Regions from separate parts of the Hordeum vulgare genome. Here region 2 is linked to region 1. Evidence: chromatin contacts called from public Hi-C data. All regions are on one chromosome and are shown on one strand. Each heading gives the region's core, a stretch centred on a gene start, on an enhancer-like site or on the middle of the called end of the contact. The rest is flanking DNA. Distances are from core to core; before and after follow the strand shown.

Evidence for each region. Hi-C and Micro-C count contacts between places; a contact is called where the count stands out from the background.
Region 2: a contact with region 1 is called in a Hi-C map of leaf, with 6 times the contacts expected there. The contact joins the enhancer-like site here to the promoter of LOC123425921 in region 1. A contact is called at or near these places in 1 of 6 Hi-C or Micro-C datasets (leaf) and 1 of 1 datasets of contacts at active chromatin or transcription factors (embryo).

The regions. Positions count from the first base shown.
Region 1 is chr2H:220,299,517-220,302,521 of MorexV3_pseudomolecules_assembly, forward strand. It overlaps LOC123425921 (DNA repair protein RAD16), which reads right to left and starts at 1,502. Exons shown (of 15, transcript XM_045109684.1): 1 at 1,361-1,502; 2 at 220-1,289. The coding sequence starts at 1,388. It also overlaps the pseudogene LOC123426183.
Region 2 is chr2H:220,848,013-220,851,017 of MorexV3_pseudomolecules_assembly, forward strand. No RefSeq gene overlaps it. Among protein-coding and RNA genes, the nearest start is that of LOC123425922, 160 kb to the right of the region's middle. Within about 2 kb of position 1,494, at least 2 of the 3 cell types and tissues checked have open chromatin away from gene starts, as enhancers often do. A contact at or near this core is called in leaf, where this site is marked.

The sequences.
Region 1 (3,005 bases), core at 252-2,751:
ATGTTTGATCACTACAACCAGAAATCATGCTTAGTCGAAGAAAACGGGGTTACATCGCTAAGAAGTAATACAGACACATGGCAGATTGACAGTATGAACCACAACTAAGTGTTCCATTTAAAAAAAAAATCGATTACTTCGTGATACTTCATATCTATATATGCAGTTTATTAAATTGCCGAATCGTAAAAAAGGCGGCAAGAAAGGGCATATGATCACCTCATCTAAGATAATCCGCTCCCACCGCACTGAGTGTAGAAGTGACTTGCCCCTGGATTCGCTAGCCAATTCCTCGCAATCCTCCTCCTCAATACCGTTTTTCCTCTTGTGAGCACTTGCTTTGCCCTTCCCCTTCACTTTGGTATCAGCCGACTTCTTGCTCTTCTGCTTCGCCTGCTTCTCAGTGCGGAGAGCATCGGGTCCACAGTAATATCTCAAGTGAATCTTGAGCTTCTCGGGGTAAAACTGTTTATTGCAGTACTCGCACCGAATCTTGGGTGGCATTATGTGCTTCCGGTAGTCCGCCTCAATGGTGGAGTAGGTGGTGACCACGAAGTCGAAGGTGTCGAAATCGTGCTTCTGAGAGCCCCGGCGAGCACCATGGTAGAGCAGCACGCGCGCGCTGCCTTTGGCCGTGTGCCGCTCGATCTCCTGCGCCCACTGGATGACGGCCACCACGGGGCAGATCACAAGGGTGCACCCTACCCGGCGCATCGGGAGGCCCAGTGATGTGGACGGTGGCGAGGACGAGCCGGGGGGGCGTAGCTGGCGCGCGGTGAGGACGAGTGCGATGCCCTGGATGGTCTTCCCCATGCCCATCTCGTCCGCGAGGATGCCGCCGCGCGAAACCGAGGCCTCCTGCGCCAGCGCCCACGCGAGCCACTCCTTCTGGAAGCGCAGCAGCTGGAGCAGCACCTCCGGGGCCGGCTCCGCGGTTGGCACCACCGCCGCCGCCGAGGTGTTGGTCTCCTCCGACGCCCCGACGCGTTCGTCGAGCCACTTGGTATTAGCCTCCGCCCACTCTTCCCACGGCAGGGGCGGCCCGTCCTCGTCGCGCTTCCCCTTCTTCGTCTTCCGCCTACACTTGGACTTGCGCGGCCGTGGTGACAACGCCGGACGCGGCGCCACCGCCACCGCAGGCGCAGGGGCGTCTTCATCGGAGGCAAACTCGTCGTCGTCGTCCCCCGCCTCGTCATCCGTACCGGCGACGAAGTCGGAGTCGGAGGTGTTATCGGAGGGGACGCTCTCGTCGTGGTCGTCGCGCCGGCGGCGACGACTGCCGCCGGGGCCTGCGATGGGAGGCGGGGATTCAGGCTTGAGGGGCGGGATTCGAGGGGTTCAGCATAAGTAGGGGACTTACCAGATGCATTCCCGTTTCGGCGAGGCATCGCGCGGCGGCGGCGGCGGCGCAGAGACAGAGGAAGCGCGAGAGGTGGGGTGGGTGTGGGGTGGGTTGCTTCTCGTGATTTTTAAAGTCGGGGGGTTTGGGGGCGGCGGATTGTGTGGGGTTAAGTCGGTCATGGGGAGAGGAAATGGCGGGAAGGAACTGCAGGGGGCGGAAGGGCTGACCCGGTCAGCGGGGAGTTGTGCTCCGGAAGGAACTGCCGGATTGTGCTCCGGAAGGAACTGTCGGGTTGTGTGTGTCGTCATGTGTGAACCCGATCTTTTTCTTTTTTTTTTTTTGCGGCGTGAACCCAACCGACCTTTATCAATCCATAGGCGTTGTTCGATGTTTCCCATGCTAGTAAGGTTTTTTCTTTTTTTGAGAGGGGATCGAGCGTGACAGACAGGAACGAAATCGATGTCGATTCATTGTTTTTTTTCATCCACGCCATGCCCACCTCTTTTGGGATATCTTAGGTACTCCTGACTTGGCACCACGAAACATGCATAATTTTGTTTTCTTCCAAAGTATAAAGCCTGCACACTTGATTTGGTACCATCAAATCATCAACCTCGCTACTACTACTTTCCTTGTTCAATAATTTATCAATAATGTGAGTATTAAATAACAGTAGCTGAAAATAAAACAGCATTACATAAGAATGAAGTGTATTTCTATTTTAATTGCACTGCAGAACATACTCACACCATGCTTAATAGTATAGCCAACTGCTGGCTATAAGCAGTCTTATAGTTCATCTTATATCTAGCTTGTACAATAGTTAGCTACAAAAGAGTACTACCTTTATCATATATGGCTCACCTTTCATTCTCACAAAGCACCTAGGAGCACGTGCTAGAGCCGGCTCTTCATGAAGAGCCCCCTTCCCTTCTCTCTCCTCTTCTCTCTCATCCAACTCAGCAAAAATATAGTATTTTAATTCTTACAGCCTCCTGACTGTACCTTATTGTACTTGCTCTCATGCGAGCCCGCTTCGCCCGGCTTTGCCTGCTCCGGCATTCAAGCCACTGCCCATCCCCAGCTGGCTTCGTGGTCGTTATTGTCGGTGCCTCGCATGCGGCCACCATGCAGTGACGTGGCGTGACCCTGTCCACTGCAGCCGTTGCCTTCATAATGGCCACAAGGCCCGTGGTTGTCGCAACAAATGGAAGCCAATTAGTTCGCTCGACTGCAATTATGTGCCTCCTCCTCCATTGCCTCGCCCAGCTCTTGCTCCCGCACAAGAGACAGCGCCCCGTCCCGGGCATGGCTCGGAGATCCCTGCGCAGCAACCTCCTGTGCTTCAGTTGCCTCAGCCCCAGATGTCGCGTCGTGGAGATGCTTCGTCCAGGTCGGATGTGGACTTCATCGTCGTCCCGACGACGCCGGAGATGCAAGTGGAATCCGCGCTCCTCTCCTCCAACGCGGTTGTGGCTTGGCTGGAGGGGGCTCGCCATGACATCTCCTGCGCCCAAGTGAGCGCTGAGATTGCTTCTGCCTTCGGCGCGCGGTCAGCGGACGTCGATGTGGTGCGCCACTATCCCGAGTAGTTCTTCGTCAGATTTATGTATCAGAACCACTGTGCGCGGATGCCGTGTCGCGCGGTGACCTGCCCGGTGCT
Region 2 (3,005 bases), core at 244-2,743, 550 kb after region 1:
AATGCCTAGAGGAAAAAAGGAACACTTTAATTTCACCCATTCTTCACTTAGAAATGTCATCGAGAGGTGTTTTGGAGTCCTGAAGAACAAGTGGAGGATTTTGTTTCACTTGCCTAGTTATCAACAACAACAAACAAAGCAAAATAATTGTGGCTTGCATTGCACTGGACAATTTTATTAGACAAAGTCAACTCGCCGATATAGATTTCGACTTGTGTGATCAAGATGAAATTTATGTACCATTGTCTATGTCAACGACTACAACAAATGATTCAACAAATGAGATGGACAGTGCTGCTATGAATCAATTCAGAGCTTGGATCGCTGATGGGTTATGGTCCTTGAAACAACAATGATATGAAGAAGTGTTCTTCGCTTATGTAATTTCTGTTATCTCGGTTGTTATGTACTCTCTCTTATTTTGGTTCTTATGAACAAGTGTTAATTCGTTTGTATGAACAAGTGTTATGAATAATTGTTATTTCGGTTGTCACTATTCTGCAATTCATTTGTATGAACAAAGATTATGTGAACAAGTGTATTTTATTAGGTGCAACATGGACTTATAAGTCCCTGTAAACAAACAGGTAGGGACTCGGGACTTATAAGTCTGTGTAAACAAACAGGTAGGGACTTATGACTTATAAGTTGGGACTTAAAAAAGTCCTAGGACTTATGAAACAAACAGGGCCTCATATGCGGCGCCGCTGTATAGTTAAGAGGGTGTTTGTTTCCAGGGACTTATTGATTTAGGGACTTAAAAAAGTCCCTATAAGTCCCACCTAAACCAAACACAAAGGACTTATTGCGGTGATTTGGGACTTATCAAATAAGACTCTCAAGGAGGAGCTTATTGGGACTTATCCCGGGTCGGACCTACCCCGCGTCGCTCCAGGATCGTTCCCTGCACGCCGCTCCGCCTCTCGGTCCAATCGCCGCCGCCGCTCCGCCTCTCGCCCCGTCGCCGCTCCGCCTCTCGCCCAGTCGCCGCCCCGCCTTTCGCCCCGTCGCCGCCCCGCCTTTCGCCCCGTCGCCTCCCCGTCGCCGCCTCGCCTCGGTTCGTTCTGCCTCGGTTCGCCGCCCCGTCATCGCCCCGCCTCGGTTTGTTCTGCCTCGGTTCGTTGCAGTGGTGCCCCCAATCGCCGGACAGGCCCTCTCCTGAGCCTCGTTGCAGCGGTGCTTATCCTGTGTGCCGTACGCGTTGGCTGATGACGATCCATGCGAACAAGTGTATTATTAGGTGCAACATGGACTTATAAGTCTCTGTAAACAAACAGGTAGGGACTCGGGACTTATAAGTCCGTGTAAACAAACAGGTAGGCACTTATGACTTATAAGTTGAGACTTAAAAAAGTCCCAGGACTTATAAAACAAACACGGCCTAAGTCCAACTATCTTATCAATCATTGTACGTGACCTAAGCGTAGATCGCCGAGCCATGCCACGTCATACATGCCATCGCTGAGCCATGCCGCGTCGAATCTACAGTGACGTTGGATTTTTTTATTTTTAAAAAAGGTAGAATTAATTTCTCTCCTAGAAAATGGCATGACGCAACGGCCCCTTTTGTTCCTCCCTTCCTCAGGCGGGCTAGGGTTGCCGCCGCCGTCGCCCGAGCCCCATCGGCGCATCCCAGCTCTTCTGGCGCCCTTCACCAGAGAAGGCATCCACCTCCGATCTTCCATCCCCAAGCCTTCTCGTCTTCGCGCTCCACCCAGCCTTCATGATGGTAATAGAGGAGGGGGATGAAGGGGATGCCACAACGACCTCGCGCCCCCGGTGCTGCGCCCACGAGCGGAGGAGCGGGTAGTGGTGGCGGTGGAGGCGTGGTGATGTCGGGACGATGGTGTGGTCGGAGGCGCTATGTCGGCATGATAGCCGAGATCATGCATCAACTGTGCCACAAGGTGCGTCGCCTTCCCTTCTCCCGTCGCGCCAACAAGCGTCGATGCGTGCAACCTTCTCACCGCCGGGCTCAACGGCCTGCTCACCCTCCCCTCCCCAGGCTCTCCGAGTGGCTCCTCTGTGCCGCCCCTGACTAAAAAACAAGTCTTTGATTGTGTTTTCGTTTGAAGCTGTGGAGCACGCGCGAGGTGCTCGACTGATTGATTGTGTCCTTGCAAGATTCATGGACCACGATGGTGGGTCAGACCCTTTGCACGTGTGCTCCCAGGATGGTGCTCCTGTTGTTCTTGTTTTCGCTCCGGTTGATCTTTCCCGTGGAGGTAGTTCATACGACCGGAGTTGTTGCTTCTCTTTGTGTTTTGACTCATGGTGCTGTCACCTGTGTATTTGCTGATGTGCGTTTTGTGTTACCCAGGTTCCTGTGATGTGAGCTGGCTGTTTGTTCTCATTCCCGTTTCAGGCAACGGGTGTTCCTTATAGTTTCATCCAAGTTGAGCTTCGCTCTGCCATTGAGATGCGGTTCATCCTCTCCATGTATGCATGCGCTGCTTCGGTGCTGTTTTATTAGTTATCTTGTGGTGGGATCGTGCTCGTCAATCATCACCTATTCCTTCTTATGTTGCACGATCGTGTTGCTCTGTTTGTGATGTAGAGCAGCGTTGTAGGTTTGATTCTGGCGTGGCATGTTGATGGATCAGTGCTCTAAAATTTTGCATTTCTTTCTCAGGATTCCTGAGATTTGCAGCGGCGTTCATGTTCAGACTGTGACACGATAACGACATGTGAGCTCATCCTGGTTGCCAAGCAGTGGCTCTTCTTCGTTGGTTGTCTGCTATGGCGGCGACCATTTGCTCGCCCACTATGGCGTCCGACATGATTTGGAGGTTAGAAGGTTGTAGATCATAGCACCCAGGAGACAACTGTTATTCATCACACATTTGGTGGTCGTCTGCAATCTCAGTCCCCTTTGTTTTCACATTTGATTTAATATTTCAATTTATAATCAGTGACCCTGCCTTTCTGATTGCTCTATTTCTAATCAGTTATAAATTCTCATGGGATCTGTCTTTCAGTATGCATATGTTACAATTCATCAAATG